Regions from separate parts of the Mus musculus genome. Here region 2 is linked to region 1. Evidence: chromatin contacts called from public promoter capture Hi-C data. All regions are on one chromosome and are shown on one strand. Each heading gives the region's core, a stretch centred on a gene start, on an enhancer-like site or on the middle of the called end of the contact. The rest is flanking DNA. Distances are from core to core; before and after follow the strand shown.

What was found. Promoter capture Hi-C pulls out the DNA fragments that hold promoters and counts their contacts.
Region 2: a contact with region 1 is called in a promoter capture Hi-C map of liver, with 2.3 times the contacts expected there. The contact joins the promoter of Snapin here to the promoter of Ntrk1 in region 1. A contact is called at or near these places in 2 of 39 promoter capture datasets (liver and pre-B cells).

Annotation. Positions count from the first base shown.
Region 1 is chr3:87,791,682-87,799,057 of GRCm38.p6, forward strand. Ntrk1 (neurotrophic tyrosine kinase, receptor, type 1) reads right to left here and starts at 3,481. Exons shown (of 17, transcript NM_001033124.1): 1 at 3,252-3,481; 2 at 1-63. The coding sequence starts at 3,463. Insrr (insulin receptor-related receptor) reads left to right here and starts at 5,270. Exons shown (of 22, transcript NM_011832.2): 1 at 5,270-5,827. The coding sequence starts at 5,743.
Region 2 is chr3:90,487,063-90,494,438 of GRCm38.p6, forward strand. It overlaps Snapin (SNAP-associated protein), which reads right to left and starts at 3,951. Exons shown (of 4, transcript NM_133854.3): 1 at 3,770-3,951; 2 at 3,486-3,532; 3 at 3,092-3,210; 4 at 964-2,531. The coding sequence starts at 3,912. The coding sequence ends at 2,430. Ilf2 (interleukin enhancer binding factor 2) reads left to right here. Exons shown (of 14, transcript NM_026374.3): 12 at 1-35; 13 at 165-255; 14 at 397-1,317. The coding sequence ends at 557.

The DNA of each region.
Region 1 (7,376 bases), core at 2,231-4,730:
TCCCCCAGGCCCTGCAGGTCCTCAAACTCCAAGCGTTGCAGGTGCTGCTGGTTTTCCACGTAGCTGCAAGAAGAGGGGAGAGGGGCGAGTCACCAGGGGAGAGGGGTGGGTCACCAGGGGAGAGGGGTGGGTCACCAGGGGAGAGGGGTGGGTCACCAGGGGAGAGGGGTGGGTCAACAGTGGTCAGGACCTCAGTGGAGTTACCCTGTGCCCACAACCAACCCCCCTCCCTCACATGAGCATATGCACCAATCATCACACACAGACCCACTTCACACACCCATTCATGCACATGCCCCCACATGCTGACATGACTCACAAGTCACGCATGTGCATGCATGCACGCATCCCCCCTCACCTTTACACACATGCAGCCTCTCACATGCCTCCTGCAACACAGAGGCAAGTGTACAGAAACACACAGGGGTGTCCTCAGACCCTTACTGGAGGACACACGTGAACAAAGCTCACATAGACTTCTCCCATGCACATATAGATGAGAAGATGTGAAGACATGTTAGTCAATGCCCACTGCCATTCTCAGCTTGGGGCTCCATTTTTATAGCAGGTTTCTCCAGCATATATATGCTCAATGATAGGAAATTATGCTGAGACTAGCCTCCACAAAGGACAAGACTCCTGGAGGTACTTGCTCCACTCAAATGCTAAGGACGTCCCAATTGTCATGCTACTGTGTGCTCCTAAACGTACTTGCTCTGTGGCTACCATCTGGGTTCGTTGACACCAACCACATAGACACATACACACAATACACTCTGCTCTCTCTGCCCCCTCAAAATCTCTGGTTCTTCCCCACAGCAACCCCTACTCTCTCCTCTTCAGCACTTTGCCAAACCAAGCAAGAAGCATAGAGCCATTGGGCGCTCCCCGAGCCCCTCCTTAATCGTGAGGGACCCAGGAAGGGAGAGAGGATCCTGGAGTGAATGGACTCTGAGTGTGGAGGTGAAGAGAGACGGAGATACAGTGTGAGACAGTGAAGGCTGGAGGAGGTGGGTGGCAGAGCAAGGGCAGATAAACAAAGAGTGAAAACCCCAGAAGAGACTGACAGTAAGAAGACAGTGGGCTGGGCGGGGAGGAAAGAGACACAGATAAGGAGATGGAGACCCTGAGACAGAGATAAGGGGTGAGAACCAGGGAGGCAAAAGACAGACAGACAGAGAGCAAGCAGCCCTTGGGGTGGAGTGGCTGTGGGCGCAGTCCTATCTTGTAGTTCTGGCATCTTGGAGTTCCTGTGAACACACTCCCCTGTAATGACATGTCCTCTGTGGGGGCATGTCCATGGCCTCCTCTTTTCCCCATCCCTGCGTGTGCTAGGGGCTCTTGACTCACTAACAGTTCTCAGAACTCTTCCCCCTCAAAACCTTTGGTTCTTCCCCACAGCAACCCCTACTCTCTCCTCTCCAGCACTTTGCCAAACCAAGCAAGAAGCATAGAGCCATTGGGCGCTCCCCGAGCCCCTCCTTAATCGTGAGGGACCCAGGAAGGGAGAGAGGATCCTGGAGTGGATGGACTCACAGATAAGGAGATGGAGACCCCAAGACAGAGATAAGGGCTGAGAACCAGGGAGGCAAAAGACAGACAGACAGACAGACAGACTTGTTTGGGAACTTTCCCTTGGCTTAAAAAAAAAAAAAAAGGAGTAAGGGAACCAGTCAGTCCAAGGGACCCTGTGCTTCCCTGATCCCAGCCTTGTTCCCCATAGGATGGCTATGTGTCTGTCCTCCCCCTGGAGTTCTAAGGAATTGTTGCTAGCCACGTTGAGGGAGTCCAGATCCCTGTTCTGCCCCCAAGGGTTTCAAGCTATAGAGACCCAGGGAGTTGCTAAGAAGATCTATGTAGCCGGGTATGTGTGAGCTGTCAGGCAGTGTGTGTGCTTCATGCCGCCTCATTTGTTCAGATTCATAATCAATCTGTCTATTTGAGTCCATTAGCTCCCTGTTAGCTATGCGGGTGAGGGAGGAGGGAGAGGATTGTGCAGGAGGAGTTGGGAGGATCAGGCCCCACCCAGGGGGGTGAACATTTCAGCTCACCACCCTGCCAGCCTCTTCCTCAATAATCTAGGCTTGCCCACTACCCCTGTCCCTGGGCTGGACTCCCTTGGAGTCTTGAAAGGCTCTGAAGAACGAGAACATTGATGGAAACAATCAGGAGGCTGGACTCTGGTTTGAATGGACAGGCCGGGGAGTAACCATCTAGACTTCAAACCCCATCCCATCCTGCAGGAGCCTAGACCCAGACCAAGACAAGGCCATCTCCTCTCTTCTTGGTCTCCCTAGGGCCATTAGAAAGAGATTGAGTACCTCCGTTAATTACCACAAGATGCCCGAGTAACTCGGTGCCAATCACTGCAGGCTGCTAGCTCCACCAGCGTGCAGAATACTCAAGTATTTTCCAGCCATCACTGTGTGATGCGGAGTTCCTTCAGGTCAATTATACTCTCAAAGGTCTCACTAGCTGCTACAAAGTACTTGAGTATTTTGTAACCGATTATTGCACATTGTCTAAGTACTGCAGAGCTGAAGGTTCCTCCCAGCTCTGGACCTGGAAAATGGGAAAATCACTCAGCAACAGCCCTGACTCCCTGATACAAGAAGGGAGACAAAGGTGAAAGGAGAGATGGGTGAGCAGAGAGAGAAGCAAAGGGGTTTCGTTCCCTGCTTCCCGCATCCAAATCAAGGAGACTTGTGGTCAGTGGAAAGGAAAAAAGAGCTCAGACACCAAGCTGGTTCCTCACCATCTCCCACCAACTCCAGCTCAATCACAAATCCAGAGAAGAGCTGGATTCCCTGCATGACAAGGAAGAGGTTGGGGGCTGGCTTCCCCCTAAGTAAAAGAAGATAGCAAAGGTGCCACACTGCCAAATTCTGCACAGCTAACCACTCCTCCATGGGCTTAGGAACTTGGGCTCTTGATTGAACCCCACAAAAAGGTTCTTATCCTAGATCGCTGGACCAATGCCTAATCCACCTAGTTTCGGTCTTGCTCTACCCCAAACCAGCACCACAGTTAGCTACCCTTAATCCTGAGCGACATCCAGACAGTGACTGCGCGGCTCTGCCAGGGTGGTGGCAGCGGGAGAAGCCGCCGCAGCACAGCCAAAGGCTACACGTGCCAGTCTCCTACAGCAGCCAAGCCTGACCCCTCAAGCCAGAGGTGAATGAGTGCGCGCCCTCGGGGAAGGGCTGTGCCCTCCTGACCCCGCACCCCTCCCCCGAACGACACACACTCACAGCTCCGTCAGGTTCCCGGCGCCCCGCAGGCCGCGGAGGGTATCCAGGGACCCTGCCCTGGTGCAGCGCAGCCCCGAGGGGCCCACGGGACAGCAGACCTCGCGACAGGATGCGGCGGAGGCACAGGCCAGCATCAACGAAGTCATCAGACTGCCTAGCCCCGCGGCCGGGCGATGCCAGCCCAGCTGCCCGAGCCGCTGGCCTCGCAGCATCGCGGCGGCGCCCGCCTTGCTCGGGCCGCGCAGCCGTCCGTGCGCTCCTAGCTGCCGCCGCCCGGCCTCGCGCGACACGTGCGCGGGGCGGTGTTAAAGACTAGCCACCAGGAGAGGGCGGCACCCACGGCCCCGCCCCGCCCCGCCTGCCAATGCCCCCAGTGCCCCCTCCCCTTTTGAGGCCCTAATGCCAGCTCGCCTTCCTAATGTCCCTCGCGGCTGCAGGAGACCTGGGGCGGGGGGCTGCCATAGATTGCCTCACAAGTGTCTTCTGAGGCTGGGGGAGCTAGGAAGCTGATACCTTATTTCTCACAGTAAAACAGCTGCATTTTCAGATTTGCGGGGAAGTGGAGAAATTGAGCAAGGGAAGGGTTGAAGTCCAGGTCATCCCAGCCAGCCTCACGGTGCACTTTACTTAAGAGGGTGTGCATGTCACTTGGAATAAGTTAGGTGAACGCTCTCCAGACCCTAGTAAGGAAAGGGAGAGGGCCTCAGCATGGCTGGATGCAGAACCTGGGGAGAAAAATAGTGGGAGAGAAGAGTCCTTAGAACACAATTGGAGGAAGATTGGAAAGTGGAGACCTCTCGGTCCTCAAAAGACCACAGGGTGGCGCTAGAAGCCCTCGCGCCCGGCGTTTGCGCTCGGCCTGGGGCTTCGAGGGCGGAGAAGAGCAGTTCTGAGCCTTTCTAAGCTGTGCCTCTGGTCTTAGGGTCAGTTCCCAATCCTAACCATCCATCTGGGGCCCCAGAGCCGAGCCATGGCCAGGCAGACCAAGCTTGGCATCGATCGCCGTCCTGACAAGAGCATCGATTTCTGTGCGGAGAAATTAATAGATCTCTTAGTTCTTCGGACGTGGGAGCTGGGAACCATCGGCTCACGGTATTTGTGAACCTGGGAAGTCTCAGGCCCAGCATCCAGGCCACTAAATGGCAAGTCTTGCGCAATGGCCTTCTTGACTGCACGTATAAGTGTCGCGTTTAAGAGATCATCCCATCATGAATTGTCCTCCAAGTGGCCCCGAATAAGTACATATATAGAGACCCACTAAGCATCCTGAGTTCTTAAAAGTAACCAAATGGAGCCAGGCAGTGGTGGCACACGCCTTTAATCCCAGCACATGGGAGGCAGAGGCAGGCAGATTTCTGAGTTCGAGGCCAGCCTGGTCTACTTCCAGGACAGCCAGGGCTACACAAAGGAACCCTGTCTCGAAAAACCAAAAAAAAAAAAAGTAACCAAATGAAGGAGGAATCTCACAGAGAGAAGAACGACTCGTCTCCTAGGGATTTGAGCCAAAACCAAGGGATTTGACGGGGACATACCCCGCGCCAAGGAAGTATGTTCAAAGTAGCCTCGGGAGGCTGGGAAGGGCTGTGAGAGGCGAAGTGGTGAGGTCGAAGTGGTGAGGTCTTCAGGTTTCACCAGTGGAGTCCGACCTGTCCAGGCTGCGGGAAGTTACCCCGCAGATGTCAAAACACCTGTTGGACTCCAGAACTCCCCTGCAAATCAAGCCAGGGAGCCCAGCCGCTCCCTCCAGATCTGCAGCGAGCGGGTTGGGGGGGTGGGGATGGGGGAGAGAGGGAAACTGAGACAGAGAGAGGGGTTCCAGAGCTCAGTTCTTGGCCCCCAACCTTATTTCCCCAACACATCTGTCCCCCACCTCCCTCAGTTGACAGGCTAAATATTTTCCCTTGACTTGGTGGGAGGGGCGGAGAGAACAGAGAAGTCGGCGGGCGGCGGCGTAAACCAATCCGTTTCTGGAAAGGGCGGGAGCTGGGCGAGGTCCCTGCCTTTCTGCCCCACCAGCCGCGGCCGGTCGACCGAGAGTGGAAGTCTGCATGTCCAGGAGGTCCGCGGAGTGTCTCGGGGTGGAGTGCTGCGGGTGTCTCGGGACCCCGCTGCCGCCCCTTGGGGCACTCCCGGGGCTCACCGGGGGCTTCCACTCTGCCTCCCCTCAGGACTGCCTGGACTGTCTGGATCTTTGTGTTCTGAATCATCCTCCCTCTGGATGCCTCTCTGAGGCTCCTCCACTCCTATCTGCATCTCTGTCCCAGTATCTGTCTCTGGACCACACTGAGGCTGTCTCTAGCTGCTTGTCACAGGCTTTGTTTCCTCTGTTCCGAAATTCTTTTCTATCTCCCGCGGTCTCTATTTGAGATCTCTAATCCCTTTGCCTTTGTGTGTCGTCGTCGTCCCCACCCCTGCCACTTCACACTGGAACCTGGGTCTGCATCCTCCTTTCTCCCTGGAGGATACCTGGAAGACAACCAGGGCTGAGGTCATGGCAGTGCCTGCTCTGTGGCCCTGGGGAGTACACTTGCTTATGAGCCTGCTGTCCTTGGGATCTGGCCTGGACACACTAGAGGGTGAGTCCCCAGCAACGTCCGTCTAACCCCCATCTCCCTCCAGAACACCTATACTTAACTTAGTCTTTGGTTGGTTGGTTTTGGTGTCTCCAGACAGGGTTTCTCTGTGTTACCCTGGCTGTCCTAAAACTCTATCTGTAGACCAAGCCGGCCTTGAACATAGAGATCCACCTGCCTCCACCTCTCAAGAGCTGGGGTTGAAGGTGTGCAGCACAACTGATTCCTAGTTAGTCTTTATTGGGACGGGAAGACGAGGATCAGCTCTCAGAAGGACTTTTTGCCAGCTAGAACTGTTATATGAAGAGTTTTCTCTCTCAGCTCCCCTAAGAGGTTAAGGAGTTAGAAATGGAACGAACAGATGTTCTTCAACTCACGGCTGTTAGTGAAACCGCGATCCCAGTAAAGTCTGAGTTTAAACCAAAATGAGACTGAGAATTGGAGGTTGCTTCTAGGGCCACTGACTGATAAGAGGCAGGCTGGGATCGAAGCTGAAAACCAGGCACCATTAAGCAATTTGACTTACTGTGTGGATTGTAGGCTCAGAGACAGGAGAGGCAGACCCAGGGCAAGTCCTGAGCTCTGGCACCCCAGGCTTTCATCTGTGTTGGTGGGGACCCTGGGGTCCCACTGTGGGCAGGAGGGCTGTCTGAGAGAGGACTGCCTCTCCTCCGTAACTCAGTGATATACCTCAGATTCACACTTCTCACCAAAGGCACCTAGGGAGTGGGAGTGGGACTAATGCAGACCAAATAGCCCCTCATGGGTTGCCAGGGGCTATGTGGGACAAAGAAGAAGCAACAGAAGAGGAAACAGTAAGTGTATAACGCCATCATTTAATCTGCCTTTGTCCTCCATACAGAGTTTGGGAACTCAACACTCTGGGAACGGGAAGGGTCTTAAAACATTCTTCTAAGTGGGGGCTTCCAGGACCAAGCCAGGGCTCCCTTTCCTGTAAGGATAATACAGATGGACTGGGGTAAGGTGTCTCATGAAAGAGGCCAGAAGATTTGCAATGCATGGTGATCTACCTGAACGCCCTACCCCTGTTCCTTCTGTGCCAGGACACTGCACAGCAGATGCTAGGCAGGAGCACAGTTGTCAAAATAAAGCAAGCATGCCCTGGGAGTTAGTGTTTGGTCAAGGAGCCCAGCTGTTGTTTCCCAGCGAAGCTCTCCCTGGAGCTTGGCCTGAGGACAGGCAGGGGTTAATCTGCAAAGGTCTTAGATTTGTTTTTCCAATGTCTCACATTAGGGGAGCTCTGGAGAGGCTAAGGCATGATGGGAAGTGGGCGCCTGAGGGAACCCCCCCACCTGCCTCAAAGAGCCTAATTGGCTTTCATGGAGGGAACAGAAGTGTTTTTCCTTCTCTTCTTTTTCTGTGTATGTACCTGCCTAGTCTAGTGTGTGCGCAAGCATGTGGACACGCACGTGTGCAACAGCCGACAGTCGAGCATGGACCACAGAGAGAATGTATAGGAAGACAGGTCTTCCTGTCCTCCATCCCATCCAAATCAGCCTTGTCAAGTGCTAAGGCAGGAGGGACTGGGCTA
Region 2 (7,376 bases), core at 2,701-5,200, 2.7 Mb after region 1:
TCAGGGTACACACAGTTATGACCCTAGAACAACAGGTATTAAGACAACCACGAAATGAGTGGGGTTCTGGCCAGAAGGCCAAGGACCAGGGGACCTGTTTCACACGGATGTTAGTCATGTATAGTCTATTTATTTTGGCTCATTTCCCTCTCCTTGTTCTTCAGGATATGGTCTGCTACACAGCTCAGACTCTGGTTCGAATTCTCTCCCATGGAGGCTTTAGGAAGATCCTTGGCCAGGAGGGGGATGCCAGCTGTAAGTTATCTCTGTGGTGTGGTTCAGGGGTTCTGAACTATAGAGAAGCCGTATCTAAAGGTGGTCTAATATTAATGAATATAGCTTATCTTGTTTACTGGGATATTTGTATGAAGTGGGTTTTATCCCTGTTTCTTCTAGATCTTGCTTCTGAAATATCTACCTGGGATGGAGTGATTGTGACACCCTCAGAAAAGGCTTATGAGAAGCCACCTGAGAAGAAGGAGGGGGAGGAAGAGGAGGAGAACACAGAAGAACCACCTCAAGGAGAAGAAGAAGAAAGCATGGAGACTCAGGAGTGACCTTCCCTTTACTGTTTCTCCCCAAGGGAAGAGAGGCTAAGCCAGCCACCATGGGGCTTTAGATGGCGGCATTTCTGTGGCATAGGGAGACAGCAGGAAGGGAAACAAACTGAAAAGAAAAAAACGCTACTGTTTCGATAGTGGCCAAGCAGCTAGAAGTCTCCCATTTGTGACTGCGTATGCCCTCTGTCCGTCTGTGAGGAAGCAGAATGCCACACATTCCCAATATTTAAACCTAACCACTCCCAACCAAGTACTTTGTGTTGAAATGCTGTAAACGGTCATTGAGTATCTGGGAATTTTTTTTTTTTTTTCTAAGAAAAATGATTAAAGTACTTCCTACTAGGGCTTTTGGTTTTATTTTTCTTCAATATGTAGCAACTACATTTGGCTTCTATAACCTCAGTAGAATTCAAGTTGAGTCTTTTATTATAAACATTGAGATTGCTGTTTTAAATTATATAAATTGAAAGTAATAGATTCCTAGGATACCATTGTGATGGCTAATTTCTTCAGCTTGGCCTAAAATAACCTGAAATTTCTGCAAAGGATTAACCCTAAATGTGGGGTGAAAGCATCTTATGAGCTCAGTGCATGGACAGAATAAAGGGATAAATGGCAGAGTCCAGCATTCCCTTCTCTTGGAAGCTTGATCACCTCACATTCTCATGTCTCAAAATAGGCCCCAAAATATGCATCAGTGTGACCATGTCCTGAACCCTTTGAAACCATAATAAAATAAATTTTTTTGTTAAAATAACCAGTACAAGCATTTATTTAATAATGTTGAGCAATACTTAATATTAACATAGTCAAGCCAGGGTGGCCAAGAGGATAAATTATTTACCTTGACTTTACCTAAGTCCTCAGTTGTAAACAAAGTGGAGTTACAGGTAAAGGAAACTGCCCAGCCCCAGTAATAGGAGTAACAGGATGGTTAACACTGGCTGGCTAAGCCTGGAAAGGATGGCGCTTAAATATGTAACTTTTAAATTTTATTTTATGAGGATGGTTGTTTTGCCTGCATATATATCTGCATCATATGTGTGTGTGTGCTGGGCCAAAAGGCCAGACAAGGGCATTGGGTTCCCCTGGAGCTGGAGTTAGAGGCTGCTGTGAGTCACCATGTGGGCGCTAAGCACTGGACGCCATCTGGAAGAATCACCAGTGTTCTTAACCATTGAGCCATCCCTCTAGCCCTTAAAATATGTAGTCTAAACAAAAAAAAAAATCGCAAAAGCTTAGGACTCTTAGCTGTCAAGGCTCTGCCTTGACCTTGGATCCTCGCTATCTGGCATGCTCTCCTTGGGTAGCAATGAAGGCAACAGTTGCGAAACTTGTTAATAGGAGTTAACCTAAACATTATAGAGTGTAAGATGATCCTGGAAAGGTTATTACCTTCTGAGAGGAACTGTGGTGAAGCAGAGGGGGAGAAATAGGAGTATACTTTCTCACTAAATCTGGTGTTTTCTCAATTTTCTACCACACGATGCCTAATTTACTTAGTATTCTTTGGGGGAAATATATAGAGGCTTGAGCCCGGCACTCTGACACATGCCTATTATAATCCCAGCATTCAGGAGGCTAAGGCAAGAGGACATGTTTGAGGCCAGCCGGGACTACATACTGAGATCTTGTCTCAAGATTAACAAAACCCAAAAGGTAGAGGCTCTTTCTTGGATGGACAAGCTGTGATGGAGGTTCTTTAGGAAATAGTCCTGCCGTACGCATGTTTCTTGAGGCGGCTACATGAATGAGTACATAGTGCAAAAAAAATCAAAGGTCTACAGAGACTTTCCTGGAATCTTCTCGTGTCTACCAGACAAAGCCGTTGGAGAATTGTACTTGTATACTCAGGTCACGGGCCCGTGCTTATTTGCTTGGAGAACCAGGAGGGTAAACTCCTGAATCCAGCATAGCTCTCCTGCGAGCTGTTTCCTTGGCCACGCTGTGGTTTAACCGCCTTAGTCGTTCCTGTAAGACAGGAAGATGGGGAATCTAATGACTGCTGTAAAAGGTTTTAACTGAGTCCCCTCTGCCCCTGTCCCCAGACTGTTTTTTCTCTGTGTAGCCCTGGAACTTGCTCTGTAGACCAGGATGGCCTCAAACTCAGAAATTTGCCTGCTTATATGTCCAGCTGGCTTTGGCTCTTTTCAAGCCAGCCCTTTACGTTAAAATGGACTTGTAAATGACAGCCACTAGAAGTTAAGAATTAGAAGTTAAGAATTGGCACTTGTCTAGTTTGAGGCCTAGTAATGGGGTGAGGGGAATATGGGCCTTTATTATCAGATTAGTTAACACCACTCTTTTCCCCCATAGTTGCTTCACAGTGTTGAAGACATAAAGCAGGATAAACAAGAAGAAATTTTTTTGAAAGAGGGTCATGCTATGTAGCCCTAGCTGATTTGATAGTCCAGGCTCTGCTCAAAGTTCAAGCCATCCTTCTTGCCTTAGCCTACCAAATGCTGAAACTACAGCATGTACCACCATGCACTGCTGGGATTATTATTATTATTACTATTTTATTATTTTACCTGTGCATTCTGTAAAATATTGTTGACCAAGACAACTCGTCGCCTGGCATTAAGCAGCTTCTTAACATAGGGGTCCAGATCCAGGGCCACTTTCTGATCCTCATTGATCCGGCACAGTTCTGGGAAGAGGAAATGGGCAACCAACATCTAATGGCTCATTTTTTGTTCTTAGGGAATGGAAGAGAGGAATGGGATGAAAAATACTCTTGCAGTCTTGTGTGGGCCACAGACACCTTCCCTTCTTCCATTCTGTCCTAAAATATCCCCAGAAATTGGAGTCCTTGGGTAGTTCTGATATTGAGAAGCAAGTGACAGAAACTTAGCCTAAAACCTGGGGAAACAAAGTTCCCGAAAGTGAGATCAGGGATTCTAGGTATCCTGGCTGCTCACTCACCTGTAGCTAGGTTGTCAATTTGTTCCCGGAGCTCTACTTGGCTTTCTCTGCAAAGTGGTACAAAAGTCTACAACGGTCAGTGACTGGGACGCGGGAAACGAATTCTACTTATTCCCCAAATACTGAGACAAGCCAACCTCAACTTCAAGGCCTCACCCAGGCCCTTCCGCCTATTTACCCAGTCTCAACATCAGTGTCTCAAGAATGTATCTAGTATTTCTTCGGGGCCCCGCCCCTACAAAGCCAGTTCCCTAGGCCCCGCCCCCAGCAACCCGGTCCTGCACCTGACCGCGTGCACGTGAGAGTCGAGCTGCTGCACCGCGGGTCGCAGGAACTCCAGGAGCCCCTCGGCAAAGAGGTCGCGGCCTGTGGGCCCCGCCACTGGGGTCCCGGCCCCTGACACAGCAGCGGAACCAGCCGCGGCCATCGCGAACTGCCCTGACGCCCTCAGCCTGCCGCGAGGGTCGCCGGGAACTCCAGACCGCCGCTGTGCACCGCGAGAGGGCGCTTAGATATACAGCCCAGACGGCAGTGGGATAGCTGGGAAATGGAGTCCTCAGTGAGCCCCGGCAAGCGGGCCGGGACCAGAGCCTCTTCTTCCATGGGCCTGTAGGGGGCGGATCTAGACTTCTGGAGATAGATTGCCCTGTAACTATGTAAACCAGGCTGATCTTTTCTTTCTTTCTTTCTTTCTTTCTTTCTTTCTTTCTTTCTTTCTTTCTTTCTTTCTTTCTTTCTTTCTTTCTTTCTTTCTTTCTTTCTTTTCTTTCTTCCTTCCTTCCTTCCTTCCTTCCTTTCTTTCTTTCCTTTCTCTCTCTCTTTCCTCCTCCTCCTCCTCTTCTACTTCTTCTTCCTCTTCTTCCTCTTCCTTCTTTCCTTTTTAAAAAAGATTTATCATATGTAAGTACATTGTAGCTGTCTTCAGACTCGCCAGAAGAGGGCATCAGATCTCATTACAGCTGGTTGTGAGCCACCATGTGGTTGTTGGGATTTGAAGGTTGCTGTGTTTTGAACTCAGGAGCAGTTAGTACTCCTAACCGCTGAGCCATCTAAGTGCTATTGTCCATAGCCTTCTCCATGGGAATTGATGAGAAAGCCATGTAATATTCATGTTAAGGGTTCTTTCTTTTCTCTCTCTTCCTCTCTCCCACTCCCTCTTTTTTTTTTTTTTTTTTTTTTTTTGCCCTCTCCCCATCTATCTCCCTCTCCCTCTTTCTTGCAGACAGGATTTCTTTGTGTGGCCCTGGCTGTCCTGGAACTCACTCTGGCTGCCCTTGAACTCCAGTGCTGGGATTAAAGGTGTATCCCACCACTGCCCTCGAGTTTTATTTCTAAAGATTTGCTATTTTTGTTAGAGAAAGTCCTGCCGTGTTACCAAGGCTAGCCTTGAGCTCACAAGCTCTGTTTTTTTTTTTCCATTTTTTATTAGGTATTTAGCTCATTTACATTTCCAATGCTATACCAAAAGTCCCCCATAGCCACCCACCCCCACTCCCCTACCCACCCACTCCCCCTTTTTGGCCCTGGCGTTCCCCTGTACTGGGGCATATAAAGTTTGTTTGTCCAATGGGCCTCTCTTTCCAGTGATGGCCGACTAGGCCATCTTTTGATACATATGCAGCTAGAGTCAAGAGCTCCGGGGTACTGGTTAGTTCATAATGTTGTTCCACCTATAGGGTTGCAGATCCCTTTAGCTCCTTGGCTACTTTCTCTAGCTCCTCCATTGGGAGCCCTGTGATCTATCCATTAGCTGACTGTGAGCATCCACTTCTGTGTTTGCTAGGCCCCGGCATAGTCTCACAAGAGACAGCTACATCTGGGTCCTTTCGATAAAATCTTGCTAGTGTATGCAATGGTGTCAGCGTTTGGATGCTGATTATGGGGTGGATCCCTGGATATGGCAGTCTCTACATGGTCCAACCTTTCATCTCAGCTCCAAACTTTGTCTCTGTAACTCCTTCCATGGGTGTTTTGTTCCCAATTCTAAGGAGGGGCATAGTGTACAAGCTCTGTTTTAAGTCTTTCAAGTGCTGGAGTTACAGGTCTGTGCCACCATGACAGGATTTAAAGTTAAGGGTTTTTTGTTTTGCTGAAATTTTTGAGGGGGGCTTGAAACCAGGGCCTTGTGATTGCTAGACAAATGTTCTGCTGAGCTATAGTCCTACTGTACCTTCCCTCTACCCCCACCTCACTTTTTGAGATAAGGTTTCACTAAATTGCCAGATTGGACTTGAATTTGCTTTGTAGTACACACAGGCCTTGACTATGTATGTGATCCTCCTGCCTCAGGTTCAGGCTTATACCAGCTTTAGCTTCTAAAGTTGTTTTTGATTTGTTTTTCAGTTTTATTTTGTGTGTGTTCATGTGTGTGTGGAAACCTTTGCCATGGCATATGGGTAGAGGTCAGAGAACAATTTGTGAGAGGTCAATTCTCTCCTTCCATCATGTGGGTCCCCAGCATTGAACCTTCAGGTTTGGCAGTAGGCCCCTTAACTTTCAGAGCCATTTTGCTGGCTCTACCTTTTTGCTTTGTTTTGTTTTTTGGTGTGTATATGCAGGTGTGAGGAAAGGTATGTACATATTAGGTTCCTAGGGAGATCAGAGGAGTTGGTTACAGGCAGTTGTAAGCTGCTGACAAGGGTACATGGAACCAAACCAGGTCTCTGAAAAAGCATCATGTCCTAAGCCATTGCTTCAGCTCTCTGACAGATTGCTGTAAAAATCACTACTTGAAAACTAGGTGCAGGTGTGTGTGTGCCTGCGTGTGAGAGTGCTCAGAGACAAAAAATCCCCTGGGGCTTTGAAGACAGGAGTGTTGGATTCCCTAGAGCTGGAGTTAACAGGAGCTTCCTGATATGGGAACCCATCTGGAGACCTCTGCAAGAGCAGTAAGTACTCTTAAATCACTGAACCATCTCTTTAGCTTTTTCTCACCCAAGAATATTCTTAATGGCATCAAATATGCACAAAATTGTATATGCCTTAAAGATAAATGGATTTAAGAGTGAAACCCAGATATAGACTAGGACAGGGATGGCTAGGGTACTGGTTAGTTCATAATGTTGTTCCACCTATAGGGTTGCAGATCCCTTTAGCTCCTTGGGTACTTTCTCTAGCTCCTCCATTGGGGGCCCTGTGTTCCATCCAATAGCCGACTGTGAGCATCCACTTATGTGTTTGCCAGGCACTGGCATAGCCTCACAAGAGACAGCTATATAAGGGTCCTTTCAGCAAAATCTTGCTGGCGTATGCAATGGTGTCAGTGTTTAGAGGCTGATTATGGGATGGAAGGATGTTTTTGCTACACAAAATAACCCAGCCTCCAAAGAACAAATATATGGTTTCATTTATATGAATGGTCAAATTCATGGAGATAAAAATGCAGGACAGGGCTGAAGTTGTGGCTGTGTGAGGACACTTGCACAGCATGCCTGAGGCTCCAGGTTACCTGATTCTCAGCACTGGCAAACACCAAAAGCAGGACTGGATTGGGAGGAGTGGAGAATACAATTGCATAGTGGGTAAGAGTCCCGGCCTGGGAAGGTACATGATCATGCATTTGCTGCTACTGAACTGTATACCTAGATACAAGAGGTAAACTGTCTTATGCACTTTTATTATATCCTGTTTTTGAGGCAGGGTCTGTGAAGCCTGGGCTGGCCTGGAACTCAAGAGAGATGAAGCACACAGAGGGAAAGCAGATATTCAGAGCTGCCACAGCCACTGGAGATTCAAAGTCCTATTGTATCACCAGTCCGAGGTCCAGATATTGTTGAAAAGGGCATTGATCAAGTTCACTGAATAGCAGAGAAATCGCTGTGCTCCTGTTTGTTGACTGTGCTAGAGGTCTTGCTAAAGCAGTTTATGGCAGGTGGCCCACTCAGTATGCTG